Regions from separate parts of the Triticum aestivum genome. Here region 1 is linked to region 2. Evidence: chromatin contacts called from public Hi-C data. All regions are on one chromosome and are shown on one strand. Each heading gives the region's core, a stretch centred on a gene start, on an enhancer-like site or on the middle of the called end of the contact. The rest is flanking DNA. Distances are from core to core; before and after follow the strand shown. Region 1 holds the start of LOC123166663 (putative phospholipid-transporting ATPase 9). Region 2 overlaps LOC123164435 (G patch domain-containing protein TGH homolog).

Region 1 (7,589 bases), core at 2,905-5,404, 260 kb before region 2:
CCCGCTCAATGCTATCAGCAGCCTCCCCAATTTGTTCATCTCTGTCAGCACTTCCAGATATTTTGGCAGTCCTGAATTTTTCAGCGAAGTTCTCGTACTCTTTCTCATCCAAGACGCGGTACGCAAGAACCAGTGTTCTTAGACCAGAATCAGAATACTCGTTTATGTGCCTTTTAGTCTCTTCCTCAAATTTTCTTCCATCTGGTGCAAGCCTTGTGAACATCACACTATTCACATGGAGAAGACAGATAAGAAGCCATAGGCATATACAAGTTTGCCCGTTAATTGTGAAACAATACAGAAATTTAGAACATGTGGAGTACTTACCTATCAGCGCCCTTGCTAAACAGTAATATCCTCCCCTCTGGCTCTGGTTCCTTCACTATCACAGACATCCGTCTTCGTGAGCTACTGAATTCCAAGACATTTAGGAGCTCATATTTTCTGTAAGAGGATGCTAAAGGTCAAATTTACGTAATAAACAATATCCTTTAATGAAAAAAAAAATTGCATACCTATACTGATAATCTGCAACATTCTGGTTAGGATCGCGTTCACGAATAACTATACTTGTCTGTGTCCTCTTGTAAAACTCAAATCCTAATTCTCTTGCTGCGATAACAAATGCAGCTTCATCAGGGGACTCAGCTTCGTACGAAACTTTATCAGTTTCATCTACTTCAGGTATGCATGTATGGCAGATGGCTAGCAGACGGAAAAAATCCCTGATGACATCTTTATTAGGTTCATGTATCCAATTTCCATCCATTATACGTGGATCCTTCAAATTAAAACCTTTGACATGAGGACTCTCCTCGATTTGTTTCTCCTTGTGCCCTCCAGCTTCTATCTCGTCACCTAGCGGCACCCCTTTCCTCAGGGCCATAGCTTTCTCAACTTCTGTGACAGACTGACCATATGCAGTGCCAGCAATCGAACACTTGATAAACTCCATCATGTTGCAGGTCAAGGTTCCAGTCTTATCAGAGAGAATTGTGTCAACTTGACCTAGTTCTTCGTTTAGATTTGAGGTTCGAGCATGAGTTGGCTTATCTGATTCTTCATCATACATGTCAATGTCCTGGTTGATGAATACAGCCTGTAAGATCTTGACCATCTCAATGGATATGTACAAAGAAATTGGGATAAAGTAGTTGTACAACATTAAGGCTGTCAACAGATGACAAAAGGATGCCAGAGGTGCTCGTTTCGGGTCATAGAAGACGGTCGAATCATCTGGGCGAAGATACCACCGTTTTAGCTCACCATTCCTTAAATCAGCTTTAGTCCATATACCAAAAAAGACTGAACCAAGTAAAGCAATTCCAAGTAAAGAACACAGCAGCAGGTAAATGATGTAATCCATTTTCTTCTCAATCTTGCTTCTTTTAGATGGTGGCTCAGTTGCATTTTGCATCACTTTTGTATCATGACCTGTGAAGATGACAGCCCCATATATGTAATCAGTGTTCCGCAGCTTTGAGTCCCGAAGAAGGAGTTGTTGGGGTGACAGAGGATGCCGCATGCCTTTATAATCCATAGTACCAACAAAAGAATAAAGATTCGCATTCGGATCTTCGCATTTGATTATTTGTCTAAGGTTTGTGAAATCACCATCCTCTTGTAAATCCGATGTCACCTCAAGAGCTTGTTTAATTTTCAAATTTGTTTCACCATCAAGGTTCATAGTCTCTACATAGCAGATCCCATCCGGATAGTTAGATGAAAGTAGAATCAAGTCAGCAGGAAAGAAATTATCCTTCTCCACCTTGATCACATCTCCAATTTTGATATACTTCCATTTTGTCTCTTCAAAACTGCCATTCCCTCTATGTACTTTTACTATTCGATTGTTGAGCTCAATGTCCTGAACGAAGAATTGCAAATATTAACTTAGCATATCAACAGCATGAGAATATACACAGAAATACAAACCAACTAAATCATAGAGATAATGCAGCAAATTAAAGATTAATATTGGTGCAACTAGTCCATCACAAAGATGTGTACCACGTCGATGAATGGAAATTCATAACAAATTTAGCTATGGTCTATCTTAATATCTAGAAAAACTGAACATTTATCTATTCACAGAAAAAAAGTTGATACAACGGAACCATGTGCTACAACTGAGATTATAAATTCTTCCTAAATTAGTTTGTCAGCTGCCTGGGATAGAATGGATCCAGTATAACTCACAATGACATTGTATGACTAGATCTCATGCAAAGTGAAATAACTGAAAATTTAATGTGATGAGACAAAAGTAATTTGTGACGTAGTTCATGGCATTGTTCAGATAGGAAGCTCATAGGTTGGTTGTAACTAAGTGACACATAATATTACGCTAAAAAGGTAAAAATACAAAGCATCACATATTATGTTAACATCCAATGTATCCATACTCCTTTACTTCTTTGGTGGTAGTGCTCTTACCTTCAGTTATTTGTGGTTTCTTACATACTTCAAAATTAACAGTTTAATAGTAAAAAACATATTTTTTACTTCCTGCCGATTTATGACGTTTTATTGGTTGATCCAGAAAGAAAGTTCCACTAGATTTAGGTTCCTCCCTACTTTGTCTTATCATACAAAAAAATCCTTTCAAGATGCAAGCCGAGAGATGCAACTGAATAAAAAAAGAACACCTCATCATCAAGAAAAAGGAAACCCCGTAAGTCCTTGTTGAGCAGTTCATGAAGCAACCATTGGAAAGGTCGGATTATGTGCAGGCATGTTAAGTTCTTTGTGAATCACAACATACTATTCCTATGAGTCGAAAGAAAGTTGGCTTAATATGATTCACTTGTGGTAGGATTTGAACAGAAGATAACAGAAACGATACCTGTTGTTTCCTCCTCCAATCCTCAACCCCTTCTTTCAGCATGGTGGCCGTAATCACGACCGACAATGGCAGTAGCGCGCTTACCGCTGAGTAGGGCGCGAGCGGGGTCAGCGTGAGGATCCCCGAGACGAGGAAGTAGAAGTTGGCCACCCTCCGGAACTGCTCAAAGAGGGACTTGGGCACGAAGGTGACCAACGAGTACTTGGTAGTGGACACCTCATTTCTTGGGTATCTGAAGCCCTCCTCTTCATGCCTGTCTGGATCATTGACGTAGACGACTCGGGAGAACCCCGCCGTGCCAATCTTGGAGTGATCTTCGGTGGAGCCCTTGGCGCAGAGCGCGAAGCTGTACAATGTACTCAGCTTCAGCTTCTCCAGCCTCCTCCTTACCCGTGCCATTTTGACACAACAACCAGATCACCGCACCAGACTACTACTGCCCAGGGCTCACCAGGCTCAGCTCTCTTGCCTAGTGCTGAGATGACAGAACTTTTGGCCTCAAACTTACTGAGTTGAATCTGAAAATTCAGCCCTCAAGAACCAGTGGATGAATCAGGAACAAATCACTGGACTCCCCCTGTGGGCAAGAAGAACCCAGATTTCAGGTGAGAACCCAAGAAACGCCTCGCAATAAATTCGGGGCGCGCTCCCACCCACCAAGAAAGGCTCCACCGCCCCCACCTACCTAAAAAAAGCAGGCGAGGCAGCCACACGAGGAACTGGACAGCACTGGACTAAATCACCTGACCCGGAACGCCTCAACAGAGCTCCGAGATCCCGCCCTGCCGCGGCGCGGCGGCGGCGGCGTCCGGCCGGAACCCCTGAACGCCCGCGTCCCGAAATCCCAGCTCCAGGCGGCAGCGCGGGGGACCCTGATCCATGCGGCGAGGCAGCGCGCGCGGCTTTTTTCTTCCTGTCCGTCCTCCGAGAAACGTCCCCGGGAAAGGAACTTATTGGGCGGAGGAATCCCGCGGGCGGGGGCGGGGCGGCAATGCGCGCGAAGCAGCGGCCGGCAAGGAAGGAACAAGGGCCGGACGGGACCGAACCGACGCGCACGCACGCACGCACGCGGTTTCTTTGTTGGCGCGGCGGACGAATCCAAGACGGGACGCGGACACGGAAGCGGGAGGCTTGGGGATAGGGGGAGGGAGGAAAATTCGAAGCTTTGCCGAGGAAGAGACGGGGGAGCGGGGTCAAATGGAAGGAGGGAGAAGGGTGGAGTGGAGCAGGGGACGACGGACGGACCGGGGATGCGAGAACGGAGGTGGGGAGGGAGAGGCAGAGTCGTGGGCGTGTGCGTGTGCGCGGGTGGGGGTGGGGGAGGGGGGGAGAGGGGTTCTTGGGCTGGCCGGTTTGGTTGTTGGCGCCGCTGCTGCTACTGCTGTGCCTGTCGTGACTGTGCGCTGCCTGGCGCTTTGGGGGGTGGGTAAAACGTGTGTTGGCAAATTTGACAATTTTGACATAGAGACGAAATAAATTTACAGACTGAACTGGGTGCGAAACTATTTCACACCCCTGACCCTTTTGTGTAGCGCCCGCCATGCCGGCGCCACACCCTACGGTGCAGCGCCTAGCTCCGGGGCGTTGCACCTCTGTCCACCGTGGCAGCCCATGGGTCCGCACCCAGCAGTGCAACGCCTCCGAGCTAGGCGCCGCACGTGTAATGTGCAGCGCCTAGCCGCTAGGCGCTACACGTGTAATGTGCAGCGCCTAGCCGCTAGGCGCTGCACTGTGACTTATCCAGCCACTTGGCTGGGCCCCCTCCCCCACCCCCCCACCACACACTCTCTCACTCTCTCCCCGAGCTTTGCCCCCTCTCCCACTCTCCCCCCTCTCAAATCTTCTTCCAAATCTTGCAAATTTGAAGAATTTGTCCATGGATTTCGAAGTCAAACCCTCCCTCAAGGTAATAATCTCCTATCCCCTTTTTTTGATCGAAGTAAAGTTCTCCCATTGCTCATTTGTTGGTAGTTTGGGGAAAACCCTAGTTTTGTTTGGATCTAGAGATTTGCATGGAGATGTGAGATGTTTGTTTGCCAATTTCTATGATTAGGCTTTGTTAGTATGCTAGGGTTATTCTTATGGGTGTTCTTATGTTGGTGCTAGGGTTAGGTTTAGGGCTAGGGTTATGGTTAGGGTTATGGTTATGGTTAGGGTTAGGGTTATGGTTAGGGTTAGGGTTGTTGTTTCATATATATATTAGGGTTTGTATTCGGTGTTAATCCATGGATTAGTACTCATGGAAGCAATGTTACCTTGTGTTCATTGCTTATAGGGATGGGAAGAACATGTGTGTTTGTTCATCATGGGACAAAGACGCCTTTTTGAAAGGCAATAAAGAACCGGACCCGGATGAGTTTGACATGGTGTTTGATAGTAGTCCTAGCTATGCGGAGCTCTTGCAACAAGTTAGGAAAGATTTGAATTGGATGGACCCTAGTGATATCATTGAGTTGGAGGGAAGGCATAATGTTGGTTTTGGAATGCACATCCGTTGGAAGACAATGCGTGTAAACTCGGAGCAACGTTGGGTTGCATACAAGGAGACGGTGGCCGAATCACTAGACAAGGCTCTTGAGTTATTTGCAACGAAGAAGGTTGATTCAAGTTTGCATTTGGACTTGAACCGGAACCCCTCCCCTTTGGTTGCTAGTAGCCCTCCATCCTTGAAGCGAGATGAAATTGTTGAACCTCTTTTGACCCAAGAAGTGAGGCCAACATTGAGCCCTTATAGAAACAACCAAGATGAATCTTTGCAAGAGGACAATGATGAGTATGCGGACGATGACAATGAAGTTGATCTCCATGACAACAATGTGGGTGATCTCGACAAATATCATTTGCAAGAGACAATGGACCATTCCATCCCTTTTTCCCGTGCATATGCATCGGACTCGGATGACGATGGTCCCGATGAACAAGTTGATGCGGAGGGGTTCACGGTGAAGGAGGCCGAAGCTTTCGAGAAGGTATTTGGTCGGGATCATCGGACTACATTGTTCAAGGATGTTAGTCTCGCGGATGAAGCCGTGGTAGATGGTGGCCAATGTGTACCTCTTGGGGTTAGGCCCGAGCTCTCACCGTGATTTGGTAGACGACAAGAACCGGATTGCTAAAGGTTCTAAGTTCGACAGCTTGTTGGATTTGAAGATGTGGCTCGACAACTACTCGGTTACGCATTATCGTCCACACAAGGTGGTCACTCGGACGTCAATGTGCGCTACACGGTTGCATGTGCATGTGAAGATGAAAAGGAGGTCCAACTTGGACTTACAAGAGGCCGTGGTGGTGGTAGAGGTCGTGGAAAGGAGGTCCAACAAGGAGTGGCAAGACGCCGTGGCGGTTGTCCGTGGATTGTGCGTGCAAGACCATGGAAAGGAGGTCCTACTTGGCATGTAGTGAGTTGTGTGCCAACTCACATGTGCCAAGGCAAAAGGGTGGATGGCAAGATTGTGTCCGAAGACCACAAACAACTCACGTCCGAGTTCATCGCTTACAGGCTCTCCAACTCAATATCCACACTTCCAACAATGAGCGTCCAACATGTCATTGACCTTGTGAAAGCCATCTTTCATTACAAGGTGAAATACGGCAAGGCATGGAAGGCGAAGCAAGCCGCATTTAAGATGTTGTATGGTACATGGGAGGAAGCATACAACCGAATCCCTAGGTTGTTGTTAGCCATGGCCGCGACAAACCCGGGCATGGTTCATGTGGTCGAGCCTCATGGGCACCAAACAACGGTTCATGAAGGAAGGAAAGTCAGAGTATTTGGCCGTGCTTCTTGGGCGCTCGAGCAATGCGTGAGGGCTTTCGAACATTGTACGCCGGTCATCGCAATTGATGGCACGTTCTTGACCGGACAATACAAGGGCACCTTGTTGGTTGCGATAGCAAGTGATGCCAATAACCGGGTGTTGCCATTGGCATTTGCTTTGGTTGAGGTGGAAAACAATGACAACTGGGAGTGGTTTCTGCATCTTTTGAGGACACCTTGTTGGTTGCGATAGTAAGGGGGAGGTGAGGGCTGGCGCGTTTGCAGATAAGTCACAGTGCAGCGCCTAGCGGCTAGGCGCTGCACATTACACGTGTAGCGCCTAGCGGCTAGGCGCTGCACATTACACGTGCGGCGCCTAGCTCGGAGGCGTTGCACTGCTGGGTGCGGGCCCATGGGCTGCCACGGTGGACAGAGGTGCAACGCCCCGGAGCTAGGCGCTGCACCGTAGGGTGTGGCGCCGGCGTGGCGGGCGCTACACAAAAGGGTTAGGGGTGTGAAATAGTTTCGCACCCAGTTCATTCTGTGAATTTATTTCGTTTCCAGGTCAAAATTGTCAAATTTGCCACGTGTGTTGTCCGGTAGTATAGTAGATTTGGATTTTACTGTATCTTTCCATTTATGAATGTATGATTTACTTTTTCCTTGTGTGTACACTACTCCTACATTATTCCTTACCTTGTATATTTATTGTTATGGTTTTGAACAAACCTTGCCTTGTATATTAGGTATTGCTATATTTACCACGGTGGTGTAATGAATCTCTCGGGAAATTAAGATTTGGCATGGCAATATATCGTTCTCAGTGTTGATTGGATATCATGTTTGCATAATTAAATTAATATCAAATCTTCTCTTTTTAAGCTTTCAAAAAAAATCTTCCCTTTCTAAGAAACTTCATAGTATCGAAACCTCCTGTTCACCATGAAACACATTTAATTTCATAACCGCTTCCCTCAGCGAAAAAAC
Region 2 (7,150 bases), core at 2,599-5,098:
GCCGCCCTAAAATGGGCGAAGGAGGACTACGTCCGCGAGCAGGTGCTCCGCCAGCTCCGGGCATACAAGGAGCTCCAGGCCCGGCGCCACGGGCGCGAGGAGGGCGGCATGATCGTCCTCGACAGCGACAAGGACGAGGCCGGGCCCTGGCCAGGGGTGCAGCACGGACGGTGGCGGCTACGGCGGGACGCGCGACGACGACGAGGACGGCGACGACTACACCCGTTTCTATAGGCTTCTCGACATATAGATGGCGAGGCGTAGTTTGCATGTTTTATCTTTTTTTGTACAAACTTCAATGAAATTTCGCTGAGTTCGTGCCGGATCGCCGAGTTCGCACAAACTTGTACCGAAATATCGCCGAGCTCGTGCGATATTGGTGGCGACCTGCAGGCTAACGACTGGGAACGGAGTCACTTCCACGCGCCAAGCTAGCGCCGGTTCGCCCCTAGGCGGCCCTTTTTCGACGTTTTGGGAGCCGAACAGCTGGAGATGCTCTAATAACCAAGTCCAGGTGCTGCTTGCTTGTACAACAGAGCTTCACACCCGTTCAGAAATCCCATTACGGGCCGGCGCGAAATGTCAAGGACAGCGACGAGTTGGCCATCTTCCCTTTCGCCTTTCTGTCCAGAATAGTCGATACATTCACCTAACCAATCAACTGCCACCACTACTAATATCTCACCGGGGGTGCAGTAAGCTGGCACGTAACGATCGCCTTTTTTTTAGAACCACGTAACGATCACCTGGAATCCCTGTCAGTTTCGTTTTGTCTCTTATATTCGTTGCTACTGTAGTACTCCTAGTTGTGTTGGTTACAGGTGGTCGACGAGGACAAATTCCGAGTGGCTGATCTCAACTTGGATGCATTAGCTAGCTACCATTGTTGACGACAAGGTTTGTTCAGGCACGTATTGTGAAAGAAAAAGCTAGGTACTCGTGTGCGAGCCCTGTAGAGTTCTGTTCCTCGATCGCTTTCTCGTTTTGCCTTGGCAACTATGTAGATATGCACACATGCACTTTGATATATAACGTCTTTCGTCAAACAAACAAAAAACTCCCTCCATTCATTCCTTTAGGCTAAGATCTTCTAGTTTTGGGACTTCACAATCCCTGATTTTGTTTATCATCAGCTTGTAAATGATATGACTATTATACGAGGAATAAAAGCTACTCCCTCCATTCCTAAATATTTGTCTTTCTAGAGATTTCAACAAGTGACTACATACGGAGCAAAATGAGTGAATCTACACTCTAAAATATGTCTATATACATCCGTATGTGGTAGTCCATTTGAAATCTCTAAAAAGACAAATATTTAGGAACGGAGGGAGTATTACCCATTAAAAAAAACCTCCCATTCATATTTGCAAGTCAGGCACGAAGATTTAGGTCTTCAATTTGACTAAAAAATATTTGTAATACACCACAAAAATAAATATGTTCTAGAAAAAAACTAAAGCTATATTCTCTGCGACATACATAAAACATGTTCGATCAGCCAAAATTGAAGATTTAGAAAGCCGTGTCTGACTTATAAACCCGGATACTCCCTTCGGACTGGTATTTTAGTCGGTTGGTCATCCCTTGTTTCTTTACCGGACCTATGATAATAACTTCGCCCGGCGTATTTTTCTAAAATTTTCGGAATAACTTATGTACAAAAAGGCTCTCCTTTTTATGCAAGGTATGTACAAAAGAAAAATCTAAAGACCAACTGAATTGAAGAGACTTATAAACCGGATAGTTAGTTTGGGAATAACTTTTTTTTGAAACAAGGCAAAATACTTGCCATTTTCATTGATTAAGAGAGAAGTTTGTGAGATACACGCCACTCAAGCGGCACAAACGCTAACTAATTACTCTTGCATGTGGGAATAACTTCCCCATCATGTTTTTTAATTTTTTAAGAATAAGTTATGCACGAATTAAGATCTAAAGATCAATTGAATTAAAGACCTAAAAACATGTGCCCGACTTAAACTGGGTAGAATTAGTACCTGGATGTTTTTATCTTTTTTTTTCAGCCAGAAAACTGGATTTGATATTCACAGAGTATGCAAATTTCACATATCAATATATTATTTTAAAAATAAAAAAGATTATCAATACATGTTCTGACAGGTGCATGTGAATAAACATTTGAGTACTTGACAATTGAGTCCGAAGTCCGAACCACATTTGTTAGTAGCCAGGCTGTTACCTCACATGATGTGAAAGATTATTTTTAGGGCTTTAATTAAGTCTTGTCTGACTAAGACTTACCAAGTTGGCATTTTACTTAAGATTATTTTGAAATAATAACTGGACGTTGGGCTCCAATAATTGTCGGCATTGTATAAGCTAGCATTGGTCCAATTTGTAAGCAACTAGTACGTGGTATTTAATTTGACTCTAGAGTCTGGAGACATATCATCGGTCGTGATCCTTATTGGAGAAGCATGTTGTCATCACCAAAACGCCAACAATTCAAAATCAAATGCGTTTGTTTCTTCGCAAAAAATAAAATCAATGCGTTTGTTCACGTATGCGAATCGCCCAAGTGATTGAGCTCTAAAGTCAAACGAGCAAGCGCGCTTTGATTATTGTGGGCTGCGCACGTAGAGGAGTTGTTGCCATTCATGGAAGAAGTTTAAGTATGTAAGTACTAAGCATCATTTGTTGTTTATTACTCCCTCCGTCCTAAATATTTGTTGTTAGATTTTAAATGAACTATCACATACGGATGTATATAGACATATTTTAGAGTATAGATTCACTCATTTTGCTCTGTATGTAGTCATTTGTTGAAATCTCTACAAAAACAAATATTTAGTAACGGAGGGAATAACTCACATATCTGGCTATTATATGCCCTAGCTAGATCTTCTTTTGCATTCCTGGCCTTTGGAGTGTCCTAAAAGACATCCCTTCTCGGAGCAGGGTTAAACTAGTAACAGCAGTACAAAAGGACGCCAGATGTACTTAGGGAAAGACACGATCTCTCCTCGGCCACGCAGAAAGAAGCAAAGGCACGGTGACAAAGTTCGCCACCACCACTTCCCTCGGTATCATCCCCCGCTGTAAAACACACTACTCGCGACACTTTCCACGCCATCCCGATCCCGGCCTCACCTGATTGAGTGATTAGCTGTTACCATCGGCGCGATTATACTTAACCGAATTCCACTCTCCAAGAAGACGCACGTAGAACAAGAACAAAATGAGTTCGCGCTAGCTAGCTGCTACATAGTCGGTGCGCAGCACACTTGTCTTCCTCCCGATGCGTGCAGCGCAGCGCATCGCTCGTGTCCGTTTGCAAAGCTGCTGCTATACGTAGTAGTACGTCCGTCCGTCCGTGCACAGGTCCGCGTCGATCGTATCAATCAATCAGTCAGCCGGTCGAATCCGACTTGCCGCGACGCCCGTCGTCGACTGGACGGACGCGGATACCCCGCCTTCTCTTTCGCTTTGTGGTTGGTGGCCGGTAGGTTAACCACCTCCTTCGTGTTGCGCGGGCGGGTGATCGCCCAACCAACAGCCCGCTCGCTCGCTCGCTCGCTCTTATCCCGGGCAACAGCAGCCGGCGTCGCCTTGCGCCCGTCACCACGACCACGAAGCACAGCAGACCGCGCCACACGCCCTACCATGCTGACATAACGTACCCCTAATGCAAGGTGGTCGTCTGGTGCAAGTAGATAGGGTCCAATCAGCCTAGCAGCACGAGAGTTCATAAAACTACTCCATTAGCACCAAAAAGGATCTCCCGCGTCAGATGCTGCTGGAAAGAGAGACAGATACTGTGGGACGCCTTTTCTCTTTTCTTGGCGCTGCTGACACCGTATCTCGCGGCGACTGCGACGGCGACGCCGGGCCCGTCGCAGTTGGCAGCAAACAGAAGTTGGACCAGGCGAGGGCGACGCGTCCGTGCGTTGGAGATGCTGGATGGAATGGCAGCCCGTGCGTGGCTTGCCTCCCGACCCAAGAATCGAATCTTCTAGGCTTCTCCCGCGGGAGTCATCATGCCTGCCTGCTGCTCATGTACTCAGTAGAGTCTGCATGAAGCGAGCGCGCCTTTTCGACACCGGTCCTCGTCATGTCTACATGATGACGTTACCATACGCTCATGTGCTAGTGCACGGGTGCTTCGCCAGGCTTCATTCTGGCGTCCGAGCTCTTTACCTGCTTATGGTTGCTGTTTCGCTGGGCATTTGCATCAACACCACAGGTGCGCAAGCACACAAGCAACACGGAGAACGAACTTTCTTGTCCTAGACCGATATACATTGTGTTGGCATGACAGAAACAGTACTTGTAACTGAAAACAACACCACCGAAAATGAAAATCTAAATACTATGTTAATGACAACCCAATTCTCTTCTATTTACACCTGTTCATGTCTGGCAGTTTGAGTTGTACAAGGGTCCTCAGAGACAGTCTTCCGGAACGGAACGAATTTATGACATGACATAGACAACACAACAGGAGGTAGGGGCACGATGGCAACAGAAACTCCACATACAAAGGAAGGCTGCACGCACAACCCGAATCTCAGTAACTACTACGCAAGAAGCTTCCAGGCTCATCAAATAGTTTTGGATGACTGGATAACACGGCATCAACTTGTGACTGCAACAACACAAAACGGGTACATTAGTTAACCCGCAAAAAAAGAACAAAAAAAAGGGTACACTAGTTTTCCTTGCTCAACAGAAATGCCACAAAGTTAGGTAATAATAAGGGTCGTACAGGAGGAAATCAAGACACAAAAGACAGAAGCCACATCAGGCCTGTAACTCAAAGAATGACTATCCAAAAACCCGGCAACATCTATCAGCCAAATCCGACTGCATTGTGTTTCTTATGAAGAAAGCATCATGTTCACCAAGAGATGTAAATAAACTAGAAAACTATAAACATTCAGGTCGCCACAGTTTGGCTCAAACCAAGCCCATTCCCAGCTAGTTTCCTGCCAAACTCAGCAACTCCTGGATGGAAAACACAACTAGCCTCGTAACCCTTTGGAATTGGGCTTCAAGTAACACAAAGATAACTTTCACTGGTTATATGCAATTTCTTTAAGATTAATATAACTTTGCTAACCGCAACAGTCCGAAATGCAAGTGTAGGACACATTAGTTTGCATGGAGCGAAGCAACACAGTTGACTTAGGGAAGTGTTGTAAAGCAGACCTCGTAGTGCTGCCCAGGTATGTACTCCCTCCGTTCCGAATTACTCGTCGCAGAAATGGATGTATCTAGATGTATTTTAGTTCTAGATACATCCATTTCTGCGACAAGTAATTTGGAACAGAGGGAGTACAGGATACCAGCTTGGCCCAAAACACCATTTGGAAGACCAAACCAACAAGGATCAAATTAGCGGCGCTAGCACACAACTTAAGCTTTGAATTTTCCTTTTTCTTTTTGCTTCCACTTATAGTTCGACAAAAACACTAGAATGGTTTTGTTTCTAGCTCTGCCAGGATTTGTGATCTCCCAATCTTTTAAGGCTATTTGTCCATTCTTGAAGTAAGTGCAGAAAATGTAGGATAACAATTTGAAGTGAAGGACAAGAAAGTGATAGGCATGCTTAGGTAAAATAACAACACGAAGCATCACGTACATTGAAGACAAGAAAGGATCTTCCACCATTATAAATATAAAATACCATATGCAGGTAAAATAACAGCTCACTCAAAATACCATGTACACAAGAACAAAAACATAAGGTTGGTTTAGAATGCTTACTATAAACATCCACTTCAGTATCGGGCCCAACATTTTCACCAACTTGGATGATCTGGAGAAGCTAGTGTGAATTCTTTCGTTTGCAGCCATATATTCCTGTAGCTGTATTCAAGAACATTATGCAGAGTCTTTTCTTCTGTGCCTGCGGTGTTTAGAATGCTTTCTACTTCTGTCTTTATCAGATGATCTTCTACTACTAGATGTATATTTTTCCTTGTATTCATGATCACTAGAATCACTGTCAGACATGCGGGTCTGATGACTCCTTTTCTCCCGACGTTTTCTCTTATTCCTTTGGCTGTCAGAGGACAAATCGCCATCAGGAGTTCTACTCCTGCCTGCTCTATGCCTTGAATGTGACTTTCTTTTCTTACTACTACGTCGTTCATCAGAAGAACCAGAATCTGGTGTTGGACTCCGATTTCGATGATGGGATCTTCTTTTCCTACTCCTATGCCGTTCAATAGAAGTATCAGACTCTGGACTACCGTTCCGAATCTGACGATGTAAAGAGTGTGACCGGCCTATGTCAGCACTATGCTCATATTTGAAATCAAGCTTTTCGACATTGGATGAAGGATCGTCCCCATTACCATTGGCAGCTTCCATCAAACCCAAAGAACCCTCGTTCTCCTTTATCTCCCTAAAAGTAGATGTCTGGCCATTCCTAGATACACTTGCATCAGCCGTTGGAAGGATTTCTGATCTAAATAATACATTCGGTGGCTGGGCAGGTTTCTCTGGAGGAACCTCCAATCCCAGTTCTTTACCCAAAGATTCCAGGAAATCCTCAGCAACAAGACGATTAAGAGCCATGTTGGCACCTTCACTCGTCTTCACTGGGTCCACTTGTTGATTGTTAAGAGGTTCGTCCATATCATCGTCTGAATCATCAGAAAAGATTGCCTGGAAAGCGCAACAAATAACTTGTCAGTACAGAAGTACAGAACCCTCAAGTCCAATTAACCATTTCCTAATTGACAACATAGACAACTGTGGAATCAAAATCAGCAACTGTTGCGCCCACATCACCCATCATAAATTGTAATTTGTGTGTCTAAATAAAATACAGAAAATTCACAGATGCACAACATGCTATACAATATGACCATTTGTGAACTGTAAGAAAGTAATTTGTGCACATATAGTTGCTCTGCTAGTATCTCGCCTCTTGTACTTTTTGTACAGTACACAAATGATCTTATTTTTGCAAGTGCGTATGCATAGTATGTTGTACATACATGATTTTTTTACACATTTTATGGAAACTTGGCATGCACAATAGGATCACGTCCACCTGTGGAGCAGCTTAAGCCACCATATAGGCTTAAGCTCTTCTAAACATGAAATATTTTACAGGCTTAAAGAGGAAGCCTAGACAACTGTCCAAGTTCTCTGACAACCCCACATTTAAGATACC

What was found. Hi-C and Micro-C count contacts between places; a contact is called where the count stands out from the background.
Region 1: a contact with region 2 is called in a Hi-C map of leaf, with 6 times the contacts expected there. The contact joins the promoter of LOC123166663 here to the enhancer-like site in region 2. A contact is called at or near these places in 4 of 5 Hi-C or Micro-C datasets (leaf and an unstated tissue) and 1 of 1 datasets of contacts at active chromatin or transcription factors (leaf).

Annotation. Positions count from the first base shown.
Region 1 is chr7D:195,069,437-195,077,025 of IWGSC CS RefSeq v2.1, reverse strand. LOC123166663 (putative phospholipid-transporting ATPase 9) reads right to left here and starts at 4,154. Exons shown (of 12, transcript XM_044584465.1): 1 at 3,531-4,154; 2 at 2,846-3,422; 3 at 516-1,867; 4 at 328-444; 5 at 1-227. The coding sequence starts at 3,244.
Region 2 is chr7D:194,807,414-194,814,563 of IWGSC CS RefSeq v2.1, reverse strand. It overlaps LOC123164435 (G patch domain-containing protein TGH homolog), which reads right to left. Exons shown (of 17, transcript XM_044581917.1): 16 at 5,731-6,636; 17 at 4,320-4,609. The coding sequence ends at 5,848. Among protein-coding and RNA genes, the nearest start is that of LOC123164435, 15 kb to the right of the region's middle. Within about 2 kb of position 3,848, at least 2 of the 8 cell types and tissues checked have an H3K27ac peak or open chromatin away from gene starts, as enhancers often do. A contact at or near this core is called in leaf, where this site is marked.